Regions from separate parts of the Hordeum vulgare genome. Here region 2 is linked to region 1. A link is a contact called in public Hi-C data. All regions are on one chromosome and are shown on one strand. The core of a region is the stretch at or near the end of the contact, and the rest is flanking DNA. Distances in the headings are between cores, read along the strand shown. Region 1 holds the start of LOC123440321 (jacalin-related lectin 3-like). Region 2 has its middle 43 kb from the start of LOC123440322.

Evidence for each region. Hi-C and Micro-C count contacts between places; a contact is called where the count stands out from the background.
Region 2: a contact with region 1 is called in a Hi-C map of leaf, with 3 times the contacts expected there. The contact joins the enhancer-like site here to the promoter of LOC123440321 in region 1. A contact is called at or near these places in 3 of 6 Hi-C or Micro-C datasets (leaf and seedling).

The regions. Positions count from the first base shown.
Region 1 is chr3H:507,679,284-507,685,517 of MorexV3_pseudomolecules_assembly, forward strand. It overlaps LOC123440321 (jacalin-related lectin 3-like), which reads left to right and starts at 2,535. Exons shown (of 6, transcript XM_045116896.1): 1 at 2,535-2,579; 2 at 3,058-3,231; 3 at 3,332-3,574; 4 at 3,667-3,990; 5 at 4,081-4,296; 6 at 4,378-4,979. The coding sequence starts at 2,535. The coding sequence ends at 4,767. It overlaps LOC123440320 (probable pectate lyase 4), which reads right to left and starts at 25. Exons shown (of 2, transcript XM_045116895.1): 1 at 1-25.
Region 2 is chr3H:508,004,392-508,010,625 of MorexV3_pseudomolecules_assembly, forward strand. No RefSeq gene overlaps it. Among protein-coding and RNA genes, the nearest start is that of LOC123440322, 43 kb to the right of the region's middle. Within about 2 kb of position 3,595, at least 3 of the 3 cell types and tissues checked have open chromatin away from gene starts, as enhancers often do. A contact at or near this core is called in leaf and seedling, where this site is marked.

The sequences.
Region 1 (6,234 bases), core at 1,285-3,784:
CGAGACTGAGGTTCTATTCAGATTTCTGAAGTGTTTTAAAGGAGGGTGGCGGTTTCTGGGAGGGAGCAACAAACAAACGCTCAACTCTTGTTAAAGTCTTGTTAATGTGCTCTATTGACAGATTGTTTCATTCGTTTGCTTCCAAAGCAGAAGGAACTGCATGCTATTGTTTAATGGAACCAACGCTCAACTCTACAACGGATGGAAACCGTTGATAGATCCACGAATCGCGGTGAGATCATACGGAAGTACACGCGCAATGGAAACCGTTGATAAATCCATGAATCTTGGTGAGATCATACCGAGGTGCACCCGCATGTGTGGAATATGAGTGCTCAGAACAAAACACGTGTTTACATGCGCAACTCCATCGATACACCAAGAGACAGCCCACTGGAGAACCTGCAGTAGTTCCCTAGTAAAATTATTCCCGCTAAACGTTTATCGTCCGGGCGTCGGTCGAAAATAGCACCGGACGATCGTACGCGTTGCATACTTCACGCTGGACATAAGTAGGTCTTCGTAAATTATTTTTTTAAACGTGGTTTTATGTTTTCATCGTTCATCTCATCTGTTTGTTTTTCCTCACAACACGCAAAGTAGAACTTGCGTTGAACTAGTCCGGCTCCGCCATGGCTCACGAGGGAGTTGTCGCAAGGCCGGCTGGCCACATACGAGGCGGCTAGAGGGCGCGGTGTTGCAAGGGACACACGGCTTAGTGCCGAGCTGTATCCAACTTGGCGCTGACGCAGTTGCATCTCGCACAACGGAGAACTTTGTCGGTCATCATGGCTAACTGGGGTATCATGCTCGCGTTTGTTGTAACCGTTGACAAAAAAAAGCTTAAAAGGTATATGAAAAATGTTTCAACCGCCAATAGAGAAAGCTTCAACCAGACACTCCGCTCATCCAATTAACTCCACTCCGACGAGCCGAACCTTCACCCTGAAAGCTGCAACCGTTGTCTAATTTTGTTACTATCGGCAACGGATTTGGCTACATCTGTCACAGCGGAGGTGTGGTCTACTACGGTGATGTTTTTTTTGCTGCAACTTCCCTCGGATTTGCCACAACTGAAGAGGTATTTTGTAACATGCATCATGACAGAGCTGGGACCGACGACGAGGGCCGCGAACGACGGTGAGGGGCGGCGACTAGGGATGACCGACGGTGAGAGAAGATGAGGAGGCGAGGCGTGGGGTGCAGCGTGTGCGGGGGCGGCGTCCTCCTTTTTCTCTCTTTCTTTTATGTGGGAGGTTGAAGATGAGATGCGGAAGAGGAGGACGGAGATCTGACAGCTACGCGCGTGCAAATCGGACGGATTCAGGTTGACCGACCGAAATATTGGACCGACGCCAGCACAGAGCGTTATCCATTATTCCTTTTATTTCACTAGCAAAAGGGCCCGTGCGTTATAACGGAAGAAGAAAAAAACCATGCACTCTTAATTTATAAAAAAATGGTCTATAATCTTAGACTTCGTAGTTACGGCACAAACAGATATGATCTTACCCTACAAAAGTTCAGTTCAAGATTTCACAAGTCTTCTATTTTGACACGGTTTGCATGTAGATTTAATACATATAAAGAAACGGGCAACTGACCATCAATTTCATCTTCAATCCTGATTTTGTTAACGTGTTCATCCTCAATCCGGGTTACTACCGGTATGAAAGAAATACGAATAATGAATTATTTATTAAAATTGCACCCTAGATAATATTTTTATTAAATGTTTAACATGTAAAATAACATCATATTCAAATTCTACATATTTACGGTTTAGAAAATATGAGTATTTTAAAAAACATTTAATATGTATCGCGGGTTTAATGTTGAAAACATCAGGGGTTTTTCTATAAAATAGCAAGACGGACTATGAATACCTATTTCGTTTATTAGTAGGTATAGATTTAAAAAAATGTTTTATATTACGAGACGGAGGAAGTAGCTTGTACTGTAGTAATCAAGCTGTCTGAGCCAGTGACGTTGTAGAAGGACCACAGGTAAAGATAAGTTTTTTTTTCTCTCATCGTGAGGCACACAACAACAGGTGAAAGAAAGCGGGGAAACAAAAGCGAAACATTCTCTGAAGAATGGAAATAAAGAGGGGCGCATCAGGAATGGCGGCCTCTTTAGTTTCCCACCGTGAACGCGAGGAATCACAGCTGGTGGCAAGCCAAGAAATCGTTCCCCTTTCGTCTCCCCGTGATCGGAATAATATGGTAATCGGCGATCGCAATGGTCAGCGAATCCAGTTCTGTCCTGCCCGCCCTCTTCTAGCTCGATCTTGAGCCGTCAGCAGAGCGCCGTGTTGCTTTCCCTCCAGCTCCCGTCCGGGTGCCCTCGCTCGTGAACGGCGTTGTCGCTGAGCATCCTGGTGTGCTCCGTTTGACAGCCCCTATATTGGTCTTCTCTTCTGTGTTATATAAATAGGTAGACACGCGCCTGCTTCCTGTCAGATTACCGAGCTGATCGCTAGCAGCACTGCAGCAGTCGCTCCCCTGTTCCGGCGTCGCCGTCTGTAAAACTCTCGACCTCCAAGGCGCTTCTGGGCTTTGTTTGGACTACGGAACATGGTACCGCATCTCTTACTGTCTGATCGTGATCACTAGCTAGCTAGCCTGTACTCCCTCTGTCCCAAAATAACTGTCTCAACTTTGTACTAACTCTAGTACAAAATTGTACTAAGCTTAAGACACTTATTTTGGGAAGAAGGGAGTATTTTTCTCCTAGAACTGCTGGAGGTTACTAAGTTTATAAAGTTAGTATAAAATTGCGTCATTTATCTTGGGACGGAGGAAGTAGTCAGTAGCATGCTTGTGTTCTTCAGGGATGTTGTTTCAGAATTGTTCATGTCCAAAATTGTCATGTTTTTTTTTTGCGAGATCCAAAATTGTCATGTTAACTTGTTAAATCACTGAGATCAAAATCACTTCATAAGTATGAACTAGTATCTGCATAAAAACATTCTGAATGTCACAAATTTCTAGGTAGAATAGAATAACTGTTTTGTGTGTTTGCGACACTTTTTTTCTTACTTTTCATGTTCCATAGAGCCTTGCAAGCTTAAGCGGGAAGGACCCAAATGCTTCCAGCGCTCCGTCAGCGCTCCGAAGCATAACGAGGTCCGTCGACAGAAACGGCCATAGGTACGCGGACGGCAATGAAATGGTTCTTGCAAAGGAGCAGAATCCTAATGGATCACGCATTGCAACCCTCTCCAACAAGGTAATCCAGGCAGACTGAAAGCTTGTAATCAGTTACAGTCTGTATAAGTGATAGCTGCAATCAAGTTAACATCCATTACTTGTAACATCTTGCTCCACAGATGGTGTCATTTCCTAGCTTCATCTCAGACAACGGGACTATGACCATAAGCACTCCCGTGAGGTTCGGTCCATGGGGCGGCACCGGCGGCACCATATTCGACGACGGCATATTCACCGGCGTCCGGCAGATCAACATCACGCGGGGGCTGGGAATATCCTCCATGAAGGTCCTCTACGACCGCAACGGGCAGGCGATCTGGGGCGACAAGCGCGGCTCCAGCGGGGCGGCTAGACCCGAAAAGGTAACGCAATTTCTTCTTCAGAGTTCAGAGCTTCAGTTTCAGAGCATCGATGAGTTTCAGACTTTTGTTGAAGGGGAGTTTTGTTTGGGCAGATCATATTCGACTTCCCGACGGAGATCCTGACCCACGTCACCGGGTACTTCGGGCCGACGATGATCATGGGCCCGACGGCGATCAAGTCCATCACCTTCCACACGACGAAGAAGAGCCATGGGCCGTTCGGGGACGAGACCGGCACCTTCTTCTCCAGCTGCCTGACGGAAGGGAGGATCGTGGGGTTCCACGGCAGGGGAGCGTGGTACGTCGACAGCATCGGGGTCCATGTCCTGGAAGGCAAGGTGCTGTCGGAGAAATCCGCCGGCACGACCCCGTTGGGCGACATGCTTGCGTTGCCCATGAGGGAGATCGGGGACGAGGTAAAGTAACACCGATCTTTCGAGTGAACAATGTTTGGTATAGCACTGAGACAAGAATGTGTCTGAGATTGTGGAGGGTTCATCTTGCAGGTTACGTACGGCGTGGTGAAAGAACCGATACCGATAGGGCCCGGGCCGTGGGGAGGGGAGGGAGGCAAGCCGTGGGACGATGGCGTCTACACGGGCATCAAGCAGATCTACGTAACCAGAGACGATTTCATCGCCTCCATACAGATCGAGTACGACAGGAGCGGGCAGTCCGTGTGGTCTACCAGGCACGGCAACGGCGGCCAGATCACGCACAGGGTGAGCACAGCAGACAATCAACAGCCATCTCTTTTGCAGAGTACGCTTTGCTGATCGTCATTTGACCGAATGCATGCGCAGATCAAGCTGGACTACCCGCACGAGGTGCTGACCTGCGTATACGGCTACTACAACACCTGCGTGGGGGAAGGGCCCAGGGTTCTGAGGTCGATCACCGTCGTCAGCAGCCGGGGCAAGTACGGGCCGTTCGGCGACGAGGTCGGGACCTACTTCACCTCCGCCACGACGCAGGGGAAGGTGGTCGGCTTCCACGGCCGGAGCGCCATGTACCTGGACGCCATCGGGGTGCACATGCAGCACTGGCTGGGAGACAGGAACACCGCCATTGCCGCCAGACCTAAGGCCAGCTCCATTCCCAAGATCGTCGGCCCAAACCCCAAGAGTACTGGTTCGGATAATCCCAGGGCTGGGTCTGGTACCAAGTACTATGTCTCCAGGTATCTCTTTTGATTTTGCCGCACCTACCGGTGGCGCCAAGACTGTTTTCCGGGCAGGTCCTGCTCCGCCTCCGATCCAGGCGCAAGTTCAGTTTGCAGGAGAGTGTTTTTGCTTCTTTTTTCTGTTTCATTTGTTACTCGTGGATGGTGCTGTGAACGTGTGGTGTGTTATCTTGTATCGAAAGCAGAGTTTATACAACCGGGAACGGAGTATCAGAATCACAAGACTGGTTAAAAGGAGCAGCTCGCACATTCAGATGACATGATCGTGCGCAAAGAGGTTTCTGACGGCAGTGCTAGTGAGAAATCCACCACAAATTGCATTAACATTAGCGCAACCAGTGGTCAACTCTCGAAATAGACTTCGCCCAATAAAACAACCACCAAGTACATTCAACAAGTACGCCATCACCAGATAAAAAAAGTTTGCTCGGGCATTAGTACTGTTAGAGTAAAACGAGATTGAATGAAAGTGAATGGACGATTAGTCCTGATTTCTATTGATTCTCAAGTATATATACATCTGGAAGAGGTGCGAAGAAGAGGTGTCTGTTCGGAGGCATCCCTCCAGAACAGGTGCCTGTTGGCAATAGAGAGAGAGAGGAGACATGACTGTTCGGGGTTGGACACATCCCTTGGCTAATTAATCTACTAATTAATTTCTAACACTCCCCCTTGTACAACACCGCTCCTTGAATGTTTCATCGTTGAAAGCATCTTGCATATAGATCTTCCATCTTGAGAAATCTTCCAGATAATCTTGAGAGTCTCCCCCAAAAACCCAGTGGGAAAAATATGAGGAGAATAGAGTAGATATGTTGCTATAACTCCTTCAAACCCAGTGGGAAAAATAAGGAGAAAATGATGCAACATATGATGATCATTGTCTTTTGATAACTCATATGAGAAAACCTTTGAAGAAGGAGAAAACTCATTGATAAGTTTAGAAAACAATTAATATGTCTTGAATACTTCCTTTAAAAACCCTAGCAGGGAAAATAGAAAGTATGACATATGATCTTTGAGAAGATATTGCCTCACTAAAAACCATTATGAGAAACTTGAGAGAAAACTCATAAGGGAAAAAGTGCAATCGTACATGTCATTGAAAACTCCTTTAAAACCCAGTGGGAAAAATATAAGGAGAAAATGATATGGCATATATAGATACTTGTGTTTATATTATCTCGTTAAAAACCTTTTATGAGAAACCGTTAGGGAAAACTCATCAAGGGAAAAAGAGTACAATATATGCAATCTGATGATTGTTAATAGGTTATAGTTTGGGCGATTACTTCCCCTGAACTTTGCAAATATGGAGGATGTCTCGTACCATTACCATTGACATGAACATGAGATTGTGTATAATCTGTTGGATTATAATAATATTTTGTTTGCAAATTATTTCCTCAATTTTCTATAATCCGTGAGGATAAGTAATTTCCGAGCAATGTGATTTATGATATTTCTCTTCATATAA
Region 2 (6,234 bases), core at 2,345-4,844, 330 kb after region 1:
AACTCCCAACATTCTACGTCGGGCTTACAGGCTGCGACCAACCGGGCTAGCTCATCCTCGTGTAAAATTTAAGCTTTTCTACATAAATAGTACCACATCGCTTCTTTACATGGTACTTTACCAATTTATATAGGTCTATGATTTTCAGTCAACAAGCAACATTGAGAATCAATAATTAATATTAAAGGGTCCCGTTTTGTGAGATTGATTCGGACATGAAGGTCATGTGTAAAACGAGGGAGAGAGAACGGAAAAAAATACTCCTCTGGTCTTATACCTTGATATAAGAGGTATTTATGTGGTTAAAAATAATTAGATTAATTGCAAATCATGTGCAAAAAACATGGATTAATTATGATAAAATCTATAGTGCCAAACTTTTGCTTTGTTTATTGTATTCAGAATATGAATTTTGTAGGGCAGCACCATTTGCATATAATTTGTGTAGAGTTACGTATGTTTGATTCACATAATGGTCGAGGCAACCTTATACATAAAAAATGACTATAACGTGAATGCTCTCAGGAGATCAGGCCATGACAACGGCATCACATCTTTAGTTTTCTGAATGGAATTTTAAAAATCCCTATCTTATTTCTTGCACATGTCCAAAAGTTCCTTAATACCATATCTCTATAGCTTGATTAAAGTGTTACAGCATGTATACTTTTTGTATAAAAGGGCGGGGTGATATGGGGAGAAAAAAAACTTCCTTATACACCAAAAATGACTATAACATGAATGCTTTTAGGAAATCAGGCCGTGACAACGACACCACATTTTCAGTTTCCTGAATGGCCGTTTAAAAATCCATATCTTATTCTCGCATATGTCCAAAAATTATTTTCATGCTAATTCTCAAGCGTTCCACCATCTATTCTTTTACTATAAGAAGGTGCAGCAATACAGGAAAAAAAATCTCCCGTTGCAACGCACGGGCATTTGTGCTAGTATTTTCCAAAAATTATTCTAGGTTTTAAAATTTGTTCTTAGTTTCAAAAAATCTTAAGTTTCTATAAATGTTCGTGCTTTAAAAAATTGTTCGCGCTTTGAAATTTTTTAAGAATTTTTCTAAATTGTTCTCGGTTTCAAAATTTGCTCTCAAAATTAAAAACATATTTGTGCTTTATCTTTTTCAAAAAATGTTTGCTTCGAATAAAAAAGAAAAAGGAAAAAAGAAGAAAAAATAGAAAAACACAAAAGGAAAAAGGTAACAGAAGGTAGGAGCTCCCCCATATGGGGGGAGGTCCTAGTCAGCGCCTTCTACGCTGGTTAGGGAAAGTGGCGCGTGCAGAGTTGTTCTTTGGGCTGTTTTCGATATTGCCCATTTACTTCCTTTGACTATTTTGGTCGTTCCTTCGTTTGCCGACTGTTTCGACTGATTCCTTCATCTCTTTGATAGTTTCGTTCGCTCGTTCATTCAATGTCTACTTGAATATGGTTTTTTCGTGCGAAATGACCCTGAATGTGAGTAGTGAGGCATTCTATTGCCTGGAATGGCCGTGAGAATTAAAAACCATGAAACTCATCTACTTGATAATATGAAGAAATTGAGTTCAACAGATTTGACTTAAGCTTTTTATTGACACTATATGATGGAAAGATAATATCTTCTCTGGATTGACAGATTTATAGCATATTTTACCTTTTAACAGTACAACGTGTTTGTTTGGAAGGACATTTTATTTGAATGACCGAAAACCATGTAGAATAGAATTAAAATTATTTACAAAAAACTTTCCCTACTATCAAAGTTAGTCAAAGAAATTGCAAAAAACAAAAATGTTTGTGAATTAATTTATTTTACGGATTTTCAAGAAAAGTTCACGATTTTTTTAAAAAAGTTCATCAATTTTTCAAAAAAAATCACCAAATTATTAAAAGAATTCATGGAATTTTGAAACAAGTTCACCGAGTTTCATTGGATTTGAAAAAAGATCATTGGTGTCAAAAAAGTTCATAGGATATGAAAAAAATTAATCAAACTTGAAACAAGTTCATTGGATTTGAAAAAGGGTTCATCGATTTTGAAAAATAGTTCATCCATTTTAAAATATTTTATCGGATTTAAAAAAAACTTCACGGATTTTCACAAAAAGTTCATCGAATTTTAAAAATGTTCATCAATTTTTTTCAAAAAAGTTCATGGATTTTGACTAAAAGTTCACAAAATTTCAAAAAAGGTAATCAATTTTTAAAATATCTTGGATTTTGACAACAAGTTCATCGAATTTGAAAAATGTCCATCATATTTTTTAAAGAATTTTCAATGGATTTGGAAAAAGTTAACAGAATTTGAAATAGTAAAACAATAAAAAAAATAAAGGGCATTATACATAGATATACTAGGATGGAAGTAATTTTTCAGTAATTGTGAATTGTCCATTTGGTTATTGCAGTTGGAACTCTCATTGACAAGTGAGCAGGTCCTTGGTTTGATCTCTAGCGGCCACATCTTATTTTTTTCTATTTTTAAACAAAAAGAAAAAGGCAGATTGTTCAGCCGCCCCGTTTGCAAAAGAGGGGCTGCGCTCTAGGCGCCGGTTTGCAAAAAAAAAAAAACTAAAACCTGGGCCTGTGGTGGTAAATAGGGTCTGACTCCTATGAGGGAAACCTTATTTGACGCTCTTTGCCTCAAATAGGCGGGGAAACGCACAGGAGCTGCAATCGAGCGACTGGGTTTGGGCAGGCACATTAGCACTTTTACCGATCCCGGTTTTGAAACCTTCTAGAGGTTTCTAGCCGGGTTTTTCGGTTTTCGTAACTTTCTAGAACAGTTTTTCCTTTTTTTGTATTATTTTTTCTTTATTGTTTGCTTCTTTTTTTCTGTTTCTATTTCAAAAAAATCTGGATTTTCAAAAAATATTCTGGAATTTGAAAATTGTTCCGGAATATGAAAAAATAGTCCAGAATTTGAAAAATGTTCCAGAAGTTGAAAAAAACATTCTTGAATTTCAGAAAATGTGCCCAGATTTATAAAATATTCCAGAATATGGAAAAATGTTCCAGAATTTTTATAAAAATGTTTCATATTTTTATATAAATGTTCCAGAATTTCCAAAAATGTGCTGAAATTTTTAGAAAATGTTCCAGATTTTGAAACAATGTTTTAAAAATTTTATAAAAGTTTTTCGGATTTAAAAAAAATGTTTCGGAATTTGAAAATTTGTTCCGGGATTTGAAAAATATTCCATAAATTGGGAAAATGTCTACAAATGTTCGTACTTCTGAAAAATGTTCACCCTTTCAAAACAATGTTTCCTATTTTCAAAAAATATTAATGAGTTCGAAAAAATGTCTGTAGAAGTTAAAAAGTGTTCAATTGTTTTTCTAAAAAAGCTTCTTATATTTGAAAAAACCATTATGTTTTCATAAAAAAAATAATTTTTAAATGAAGTCGAAATTTTAAAAAGGTTCGTCTTTTACAAAATGTAGTAGCTACAATACCATTTGCTCCTTTGTATTTCTTTTTTTTACTGTATTTTCCATCTGTCGCTACCTGTAACTCGCTACTAGGGCGGCCCTGGTCTGACTCGCCCTGTGCGTTTCCTCGGCAGTTGGACGCAGAATGTATCGCATAGGAGCTCCCTCTTATGGGAGCTCCTACCTGCCGTCGGGTAGGTTTTCACTCGCACGCACAGGGTGCAACTCAGCTGGGCCGACCCATCTCGTAAAGTGGAAAAATGCGAAAAATATGAGCGCTAAGGCTGGGATTCAAACCCAAAACATTGAGGTGATGCGTGCGCAGTACTAGCCACTCTGTCCGATAAGCTCATGGTGTAAGTATGCAACACGGCTATTAAAGAAACCAACAAAAGCAATAAAATCTAAACGTGTAGAAAAAACCCTAAAAAATATCCACAATAACACCTAGGAATTTGCAAATCCACTAGCAGCCTGGTCCATAAGAACAATATTCGTGTTTTTGGAATTTATGAACAAAATTCCAAATTTGTGAACAAATTTCTTAAAAACAGAAACACTTTTAATCAATAGGCTTTTTTGGAAAACGTGAATAATTTAAGAAATTCTTCAAAGATTTTTTGAATCTGAAAATAAAATAGAAACCGCGAACGTTTTTTGAATTAAGAACAAATTTGGAAATATGAACAAATTTGAAATTTGTGAACAAAATTATAAAATTATGAATATATTTTTCGACTTTTGAAAAACATTTGAAACCGTGAACATTTTTTGAAATGTAAACAAATTTTGAAACATGAACAAAATTATAAAATTGTGATTTTTTTGAAACCGTAAACACTTTTTGAATTGTGAACTAATTTTGAAACATGAGTATATTAAAAATTCCTGAAAACAATTATAAAATTGTGACATTTTTTGAATTGAGAACAAATTTTGAAACCGTAAACATATTTCGTATTCTGAAGGAATTATGAAACATGAAGAAATTTCAAATTCCTAAAAAAATTATCAAATTGTGAACATTTTTCAAATATGTGAAGAAATACTGAAACCGTGAACACTTTTCGAATTATGGACAAATTTTAAAAACATAAACGAAATTTCAATTCGTGAATCAAATTATCAAATTGCTAACATTTTGCGAATTGTGACCAACAATTTAAACATGAAAAAATTTCAAATTCATACAAAATAATAAAATTATTAACAATTTTTGAATTGTGAATAAATTTTGAAACCGCGAAGATTTTTTGAATTGTGAACAAATTTTGAAACATAAAAAATTTCCAATTCCTGAAAAATAATAAAATTGTGAGCAAATTTTGAGACCGCGAAGATTTTTTTGAATTGTGAAAAAGTTCTGAAACCATGAATATTTTTAAAATTGTGAACAAATTTTAAATATTTTTCAAATTGTGAACAATTTTTGAATATTGTTAAAAAATGAATAAATTTTGAAACTGTGAACATTTGTTAAAAAATAAACTTGACAAAATTAAAATATATAAAAATAGAAATAAATGTAAATAAAAAATAATACAAACAGGAGAGATTTAAAAAAAACAGTTCGGAAAATATTCTAGATTTTTCGAAAACTATAAAAAACCATATGGAAATCGGGTTCCCAAAACCGGGGGCGTTGGAAGTTTAAACGGATCGATCTATTGAGTCGCTGCTCGGTTGTTCACTTGTGCGAAAGTTCGACAATTTGATGCATTGAGCAGTAAATTGGGTATTCCCGCCCTATGTCTCGCAAAAATGAGCACAGGGGCCGCGCGTTGGTGGGAGCCCAACCGCGCGGGAGTCCTTCTTTTTTCCCTTTTCCGTTCTTGTTTTTACTTTCTTTTTTACATTTTTATACTTTAAACTATTGCAGATGTATGTACTAAAAAATACTTTTCAAAAATAAATATGAAAAATGATGAAAACTATTTAAAAATTGTTGAATAAGTATTTGTAATTTTTTGAATAAGTATTTGAACGTTTTGAATAATATTAAAACTTTTGAACAATTGTTTGCCAAAATGTTAAATAAGTGTTAGCTATTGCTCAACGAATATTCAAAAAATGTTGAACACACATTTGAAAATGCTGAATAATTATTCAAATACTGAACACATATTTTCAAATGTTGAGTAAGTATTAAAAAATGTTGAATGTGTACTTTAAAATGTTGAACAAGTATTTGAAAAGTGTTGAATAAGTACCAAAATGTGCAACAACTATTTGAAAAATGTTGAATAAGTGTTCGAACAATGTTGAACTTGTATTGAAAAATGTTAATCAGTTACCAAAAAATAGTTTTTGACAGATACGAAAATGTGGAGTGAAAACAAAAACAGACATGAAAAATAAAAAATAGAGAAGAAAAAAAAACGAAACGAAAAATGGAGAAAAAACAAAATGCAAAATACCAAAGGCAATGAAACAAAAATGTAAGAAAGAATAAAAAAAGTGGAGTAAAATATCAAAGAAACTAAAGGGAAAACAGAAGAAAAAAATGACTCGAGAAGGCCTCAAGTAGGGTGTGCACGAATCCGTTTACATGAAATCTACATTAGTATAGTGGCTAGGAACACTCCGCAACAACGTTGGGACCAATGATCAATACGTGGTGTCGAGGTACGACAATCTATGGGATGAGTGAGGCCCCTTTGCGGTTCAACTATGCTGATCTACACGCATAAAGAGCAACACTACTCAATGCTCAGCTAGGGTTTACCATAGTAGTTATGGACCTCCTTTTATAGGTAAAAGGGGTTACCATAGTGCCTAAAATGGTAAATACACAAGGGAGAATAGTGAATG